Linked DNA regions of Mus musculus: region 1 is linked to region 2. The links are chromatin contacts, called in public HiChIP or PLAC-seq maps. All regions are on one chromosome and are shown on one strand. Each heading gives the region's core, a stretch centred on a gene start, on an enhancer-like site or on the middle of the called end of the contact. The rest is flanking DNA. Distances are from core to core; before and after follow the strand shown.

Region 1 (3,844 bases), core at 1,285-3,784, 110 kb after region 2:
AAGCACACAAGAGCCTCCGTAATATTGTTAGGTCTTGGATACTCTTCTTGAGATGTATCCCAAGTTGGGCCAGTCACTGGACTACCTTTTCCTCAGTTTCTTCTCCATTTTTGTCCCTGCAGTTCTTTCAGACAGGAATTGATGCCCTGTCCTTCAACTGGAGAGGGACTCTACAAGTTCCCTCTTCCCACTGTTTTTCATTTCATCTAAGGTCCGAGTCAAGGTCCCTGGTACATTCTACAGGGTACCCCCACATCCCAACTCCCAAGGTTGCATATGTCTATTCATTCTGCTGGTCCTCAGGACTTCTCTTCTGTTGCTCCTCCCACTAACACCTGATCATGTTCCCCCTTTTCCTGCACTCTCCCCTATTCAACTCAGCTCCCTCCCTCTGCCTCCAGTGATTGCTTTCTTCTCCCTCCCAAGTGGGATTGAAGCATCCTGACTTGGGCCCTTCTGTTTGTTAACCTTCTTGAGTTCTGTGGATTGTATCCTAGGTATTCTGTACTTTTTGGCTAATATCCACCTATTAGTGAGTACATACTATTTATGTCCTTTTGCATCTGAGTTACCTCACTCAGGATGATATTTTCTAGTTCCATCCATTTGCCTGCAAAACTCCTCGTTCTTAATAGCTGAGTAGTATTCCATTGTGTAATTGAACCACATTTTCTGTATCCATTTTTCTGTTGTGGGACATCTAAGTTGTTTCCAGCTTCTGGCTATTATAAATAAGGCTGCTATGAACATAGTGGAACAGATGTTCTTGTGGTATGGTGGGACATTTCAGAAGAAATATAGCTGGGTCTTCAGAACTATTTCCTATTTTTTGAGGAACTGCCAGATTGATTTCCAAGTGGTTGTACCAGATTTCAATCCCACAAGCAATGGAGGAGTGTTCCTATTTCTTTCTTTCTTTCTTTCTTTCTTTCTTTTTATTTTATTTTATTTTTTTATTTTTGTTTTGTTTTGTTTGGTTTGGTTTGGTTTGGTTTGGTTTGGTTTGGTTTGGTTTGGTTTGGTTTGGTTTGGTTTTTTGAGACAGGGTTTCTCTGTATAGCCCTGGCTGTCCTGGAACTCACTTTGTAGACCAGGCTGGCCTCAAACTCAGAAATTCGCCTGCCTCTGCCTCCTGAGTGCTGGGATTAAAGGCGTGTGCCTGGCTTCCTCTTTCTTCACATCCTTGCCAGCATGTGCTGTTGTTTGAGGTTTTGATCTTCACCACACTGACTGGTGTAAGGTGGTATGTCAGAGCTTTTTTTTTTTTTTTTAATTTGCATTTCTCTGATGACTAAGGATTTTGAACATTTCTTTAAGTGCTTCTCAGTCATTCAGAATTCCTCTGTTGTGAATTCTCTGTTTAGCTCTCTATGCCATTTTTGATTAGGTTGTTTCATTTCTTTTGGAAATTAGCTTCTTGAGTTCTTTATATATTTTAGATATTACCCCTTTATAGGATAAGAGATTAGAGACGATTTTTTTTCACTACCCACCTCAAAGGTTTACGTTCCTGAATGAAAGGCACAAACACACACACACACACACACACACACACACACACACACCACAGCCTTTAATATATTGATATGCCTTATTGTAGACAATAGCTGCCTAGTCTCCACAAGGCACAAGGTTAATCCACTTCCTGACAATAATCCCGAGTTATTACTTACTAAACTTTATATTCTATTTTGGCTGCTCTGGACTCAGAGGGCTGCTCAACTAGGCTGTGCTCTGGGCTGCACTCCCCCATCTCCTTCACATGGTGGCCAAGACTCTCTGTTCTGCACTCTTCTAAGGCATGGCATCTCTCCTCTCATTTACACTCTCCCCTCATGGCAGATCCCTGTTTCCTTTCTCCATATCCTTCTTCTGATCCCAAACATTGGAGTCCTAAGTTCCTGACTCTCTCTGCACTGCTCAACCATTATCTGTAAGCATCTTTATTTACCAGTCAGAACCAACTGGGGACAAGGCCCCTCAGTTTTGTAAGTGTGGACTCTCTGACAAGGTTTTCTACCCACTACAAAGGTTTTCTAAATAGTTTGGCATAGAAATGCTTCAATAAGATCTGATAAAGCAATGAATTCGAAATGAACATAATCTTTATTTTCTCTGATTGTTTTACATGTTGCTGTCAATCCTGTGCCCTACATACGGCTTCTTGATTTAATAGGTTTTATACTATTTTATACTGAGAGCAGGAACATAATTACATGCAGAAATAAATATATATCTATGAGAGTTAACTTTACAACATGAGTTTGGGAAGCTTTCATTGAAATAAATGTAAACTATTTCCTCCCAATTTTAGTAAATTGACAAGAAGTTAATAAAAGTACCTAGGAAGACGAAAGGTTAAGGAGATGAGACAAAAGTAGTAGAATTCTGAAAGGCACAAAGCAAGTAGATGAATGGCAACTGACTCATCCAGAAGGAAGTTAAAATTTAGGTTGAGAGAGGAAATCACAAGCAGTCTGCTGTTGGCAAGGGAAGCTCAGAGGCAGCAGCAAGGAAGGGGACAGATGTTGCTTAAAGTAGAGATCCTTCTAGGACTTATTCAAAGTCAGAGCAAGGAGTGGATTCCCTGAATCTCTCCACATTTGCATTGCTGATTTCTTTCTGAAACCTAGAAGAGCCATTCTATTTGGGCAATTCGTTCCTTGAATCCTCTACTTTCTAAGTCAGAAAGTAAATTTGAGGGGCCTGGATGCATACCATATCTCTCAGAACAAATTGTCGATATCTTTAATATGCATCTTTCAATGTCTTGAGAAAATGGTCATTAGAAGAGAATGTGGTGTATGCAGGTGTGTGTGTGATTACATAGGCATACATTTTTGTATTTAGATGAGTATACAAACTTAGACTTCTCTGGTGTAATATGTAATCACCATATAGAGGACCATATATACTACAACCCAACTAGAATCCACTCTTGTTTCAGGATGTTTCAGTCATAAATACATTTCAGTCCATCATTTATTCAGTCAATAGGCATCAGTGGACATTTTTGGGGATTACTAAGAATGCAACAATGAAAAAGAGAGTGAATAAACACAAAATTCACCCCAAGTAGAAAGGAGAAATCTGGAGAAGAAGAACAAGCATGCTATAAATGTGGATGAAGAAATCAGTTTTACAATATCAATTCAGAGGATCTTGTCATTCAATAAACATCTTGAGTGTAATGTGAGATCATGCTGTATACATCAAACAATAATAATAGAATACAAAACAGAACAAAACAATCAAAAAAAAAACTCATACAGGAATTATAAAGCAGATTCTGGAAATAACTCAGGGAAAATTCAGTAAGAGGCCTGGAAGATAAACTCCAGGCTCTGAACTGAAGAAAAATAAACCACAGGATAAAACTAATTCAGTATTAAGTGGATTAGAAAATATCTACATATTAAGAGGTGAAGAGAAGGGGACTGAGGACCAGTTTTCTGAGTGAATCCCATCAAAAGTAGAAAATATCATTTCAATCTAATCAAATTTTGTGGCTAAACCTCTCCAGTATGTAACACTTGCTTTGTGCAACATAATGGATCTGAAATGACAAAACTTGCATTGGAAGTAGATAGGCAATACAGGGAGCAAAACTGACATGAGGAATATTGATCAGAGAAACTGAAGAAGAAACAGAAATTAATTAATTTATTAATAAAAATTGAGAATATAAAGCTAATATACCTTTGATTTGAGTGGTTTGCTTTAATGATGTACTCGTGTTCATACCAGTATTATGTAATGAAATGACAGCAAACAAAGATAATTTGAAATTTAAAAATATATATGTACATATATATACATATATATGTACAAACATATATACGGA
Region 2 (3,835 bases), core at 862-3,361:
CACCCATGAAGTGCAAACACATATGAATTTTACAAATATTTATTTAATGAATCAAACCTATAGAAATTTTCTTATGAACATTATTATTTTCTTATTTCATCAGTGATTTAGTACTCATTTATTTTTATCAAAAGAGCTGAATTATTTAATAAATATTTTGGTTATACATATTAATTTTCCATTTTATATTAGCTTCAAAGGTTTTTCTTCAAGGATATTTTATAATTTATTTTCATGGTCTGCATAGAATACCCACAAATAGAGAAAAATAAAACACAGCATAACACTAAAAACCTCATAACTAAGTAATGAGAAGAGGTCAAAACACCTTCTATTTCCAAAAAGAACATATTTATTTATAGTGTGCATTTTACTCCTCAACTACTAAACTTCAGCGCAAATTAACTTCCTTTTTTATTTATTTATCTATTTATTTATTTATTTATTTATTTATTTATTTATTTATTTATTTTCAAATGTTATCCCCCTATCCAGTTTCTCCTCTCCAACCCCCCATCCTATTCCCCATTACCCTGCTTCTATGAAGGTGCTCCACCACCCACCTACTCACTCCTGTCTTACCTCTATAGCATTTCTATACACTGGGGCATCAAGCCTTCACAGGACCAAGGGTCTCCCCTCACATTGATGCCAGATAAGGCCCCTTCAGCTCCTTCCGCCCTCCCACTAACTCCTCCACTGGGGTCCCTGTGCTCAATCCATTGTTGGCTGCAAGCTTCCTCATCTATATTGGTCAGGATCTGGTAGAGCCTCTCAGGAAATAGCTGTTATCAGGCTCTTGTCAGCAAGCACTTCTTGGCACCCGAAATAGTGTCTGGGTTTGGTGTCTGCATGTGAGATGGATCCCCAGTGGGGCAGTTTCTAGATGCCCTCTCCTTCAGTCTCTGCTCCATTCTTTGTCCCTGTATTTCCTTTAGACAGGAGCAATTCTGGGTTAAATTTTTTTTTGAGAAGGACGGGTGGCCCCATCCCTCAAAAAGGTGCCTAACCTCTAGATATGGTCCCTACAGGTTCTCAGTCCCTTTTGTTGGGTATTTCAGCTAACGTCATCCCTATCCCAATAGGGATACTGGGAACCTCTTGTTTTCCTGGCATCTGGGACTTTCTGGTGGCTACCCTCAGTTCCCCATCCCCCATTGCTACCTTTGTTCAATTTCCTGACCCTCTGTACAGATCCTCCACCTCCTCCCATACCTGATTATTCCCCCCTTTTCCTCTCCTCTTCTTCACTTTCTCCCAAGTCATTCCCACCCTCTACTTCCCTTGATTATTTTGTTCCCCCTTTAGGTAGGACTGAAGCACCCTCTCTTTGGTCTTCTTTTCTCTTGAGTTTCATGTGGTCTGTGAGTTATATCATGGGTATTCCACATTCTTTGCCTAATACCCATTTATCACTGAGTACATACCATGTGTGGTCTTTTGTGACAAGTCTTTAATGTAATTTTGTTGAAGGTATTTGCTGGACCTTTAAGGTGGGGATCTTTGCTCTCTTTTATACCTATTATCCTTAGGTTTGATCTTCTCATTTTGTCCTGGATTTCCTGGATTGGTTGGGGGGGCAGTTAGGAGCTTTTTCATTTTGCATTTTCTTTTACTGTTTTATCAATGTTTTCTATGGTATCTTCTGCATCTTCTTCTCTGTTATGTCTCTTGTATACTGTTGGTGATGCATCTATGACGCCTGATCTCTCTGCTAGGTTTTCTTTCTCCAGGGTTGTCTCCCTTTATGATGTCTTTATTCTTTTTATTTCCATTTTTAGATCCTGGATGGTTTTGTTCAAGTCCTTCACCCATTTGATTATATTTTCTTGTAGTTCTTTAAGGGATTTTTGTGTTTATTCTTTAAGGGCTTCTACCTGTTTACCTGTGTTCAGCTGTCTTTCTTTAAGGGAGTTATTTATGTCCTACTTAATGTCCTCTATCAGTATCATGAGATATGATTTTAATTATGAGTCTTGCTTTTCCAGTGTCTTCGTGTATCCAGGGTTTGCTGTCATGGGAGAATTGGGTTCTGATGATGCCAGATAGTCTTGTTCTCTCTTGATTATGTTCTTGTTCTTGCCCTTGCCTCTTGCCATCTGGTTATCTGTGGTGTTAGCTGGTCTTGCTGTCTCTCACTGTGGCTTGTTCCTCCTGCAAGTCTGTGTGTCAGTACTCCTGTGAGACCATTCTCTCTGGAAGGAATTTGGGTATGGAGAGCTGTGACACAGGGACAGCTCTGGGGAACAGATGGAAACCAAAAGGCTCCTGTCCTGACCATTTTCTTGGTTCCTGTGTCCTGATGGCTCTGGACAGTTCCCTCTCGGGACAGGATTTTGATGAAAAGTGGTCGTCTTACCTGTGCTCTCAGGTGTATCAGCACTTCTGGGTGACCTGCTCTCTCTAGGTGGGATCTAGGAGTTCTGCGGCACAGAGTCTGCTCCAAGTGCAGATGGAAAGTGGAAGTAACCTGTCCCAGGATGTTCCTCAGTTCTTGTATTCTGGGGGATTTGGGTACCTCCCTTAGAGCAGAACTTTTGGTCTTACCTGTGCTCACAGATGCTAACATGTTAACATGAATATGTTAAAAATATTGGAAATAACCATTGTAAAACAGGGATATGGTTCATTCTCTCAGTTCCATTGCACATTGCAGCATTCAGTGTTTCATATGGACTCTAAACAGGTCATCTCATGGTTCCCTACAACTTCCTTTGTGCTATGGTTATCATCTCTAAATGTACTGGGCCTAGGACAGACATGTTTACAAAGAAATAACAGCTGAACAACTAGAGCTTTAGCTTTTGATATTGTAGATATGAATTTCAGTCAGGGGAAAAGTGAGATACATGCCAGTTGCTGGTGCTTACATCACAGTGACTTTATTGTGATGTGAGAGAATATATCATCTCAGACTCCTTAGAATATTAAATATATGATTTTATAAGAATATTCAAAATTGTGTCATTTTGAATGTTTGCATCGTTTTTAGCAAAGTGAGTATGACTTAGACACAGGCTATACTGAAATGGGAAATTATAATCAGAATTATTCTTTTAAAAATAGAATCATTTATAGAAATGGGAGGTGGGTCAGTTTCAATGACAAAATATTTTCCATGTCATGTCTAGTTTCAATATGGAAAATTATTATGAATAATTCTCTCATTAAAGAAATAGCATCTCAGACTTTGCCTCTACTTGTTGAAATGGTTCAGCAAAGAGAGGAGAGGAGAGGAGAGGAGAGGAGAGGAGAGGAGAGGAGAGGAGAGGAGTTTTGAGCTCCTCAATGTACTTGTTTTTTTTCTTGCAGTGAATTACATATATTCACTATGGAAATGAATTTTTGTGGATTTTTGTCATCAGAAATCAAAGAAAGTACACTTGTATTTTTTTATGATTTCAAATACTAGAGTGAAAGCTTTTCTACATTTGTTATACTTAATGTTAGCTTAATTCATAACTTCCTATCCCTCTTGGTCCTTTTATTTCCTTCTTTTTATTCATCTCTGGCTAGCTTGTGACATTAACATTCTTATTATGGCTCAAATAATTGCCCCCTAAGTATAGTAGATAGTAATTTCATGACTTGTACATATTTATTGTCTGGAATAGGACCTAAAGATGCGATACTTTAATGTAGTTAGCCTGCTGTGCACTTTTAAGGCAGAGACAGTTGCCTTCCTAGTCAAGAAGTAAATCAGTTTACTTAAAGGAACATTACCTCCAAGAGATGTTTTCCTGTAAATATAACCATATTGAAAAGTGCTTATACACCAAAGGGATTCAATGCTAAAACGTGAACAGTCCCTGACTGCAGGATCAGTCTTGTAAAA

The links. HiChIP or PLAC-seq counts read pairs in DNA pulled down with a chosen protein or histone mark.
Region 1: an H3K27ac HiChIP or PLAC-seq map of embryonic stem cells shows a contact between it and region 2, with 6 read pairs. The contact joins two enhancer-like sites. A contact is called at or near these places in 1 of 484 Hi-C or Micro-C datasets (embryonic stem cells), 2 of 115 datasets of contacts at active chromatin or transcription factors (both in embryonic stem cells) and 2 of 9 other capture datasets (adipose tissue and pancreatic islet).

The regions. Positions count from the first base shown.
Region 1 is chr1:140,432,472-140,436,315 of GRCm38.p6, forward strand. All of the region lies in intron 12 of Kcnt2 (potassium channel, subfamily T, member 2), which reads left to right. Among named protein-coding and RNA genes, the nearest start is that of Kcnt2, 190 kb to the left of the region's middle. Within about 2 kb of position 2,535, at least 7 of the 459 cell types and tissues checked have an H3K27ac peak or open chromatin away from gene starts, as enhancers often do. A contact at or near this core is called in embryonic stem cells, where this site is marked.
Region 2 is chr1:140,324,485-140,328,319 of GRCm38.p6, forward strand. The region is part of intron 1 of Kcnt2 (potassium channel, subfamily T, member 2); the gene reads left to right. Among named protein-coding and RNA genes, the nearest start is that of Kcnt2, 81 kb to the left of the region's middle. Within about 2 kb of position 2,112, at least 3 of the 459 cell types and tissues checked have an H3K27ac peak or open chromatin away from gene starts, as enhancers often do. A contact at or near this core is called in embryonic stem cells, where this site is marked.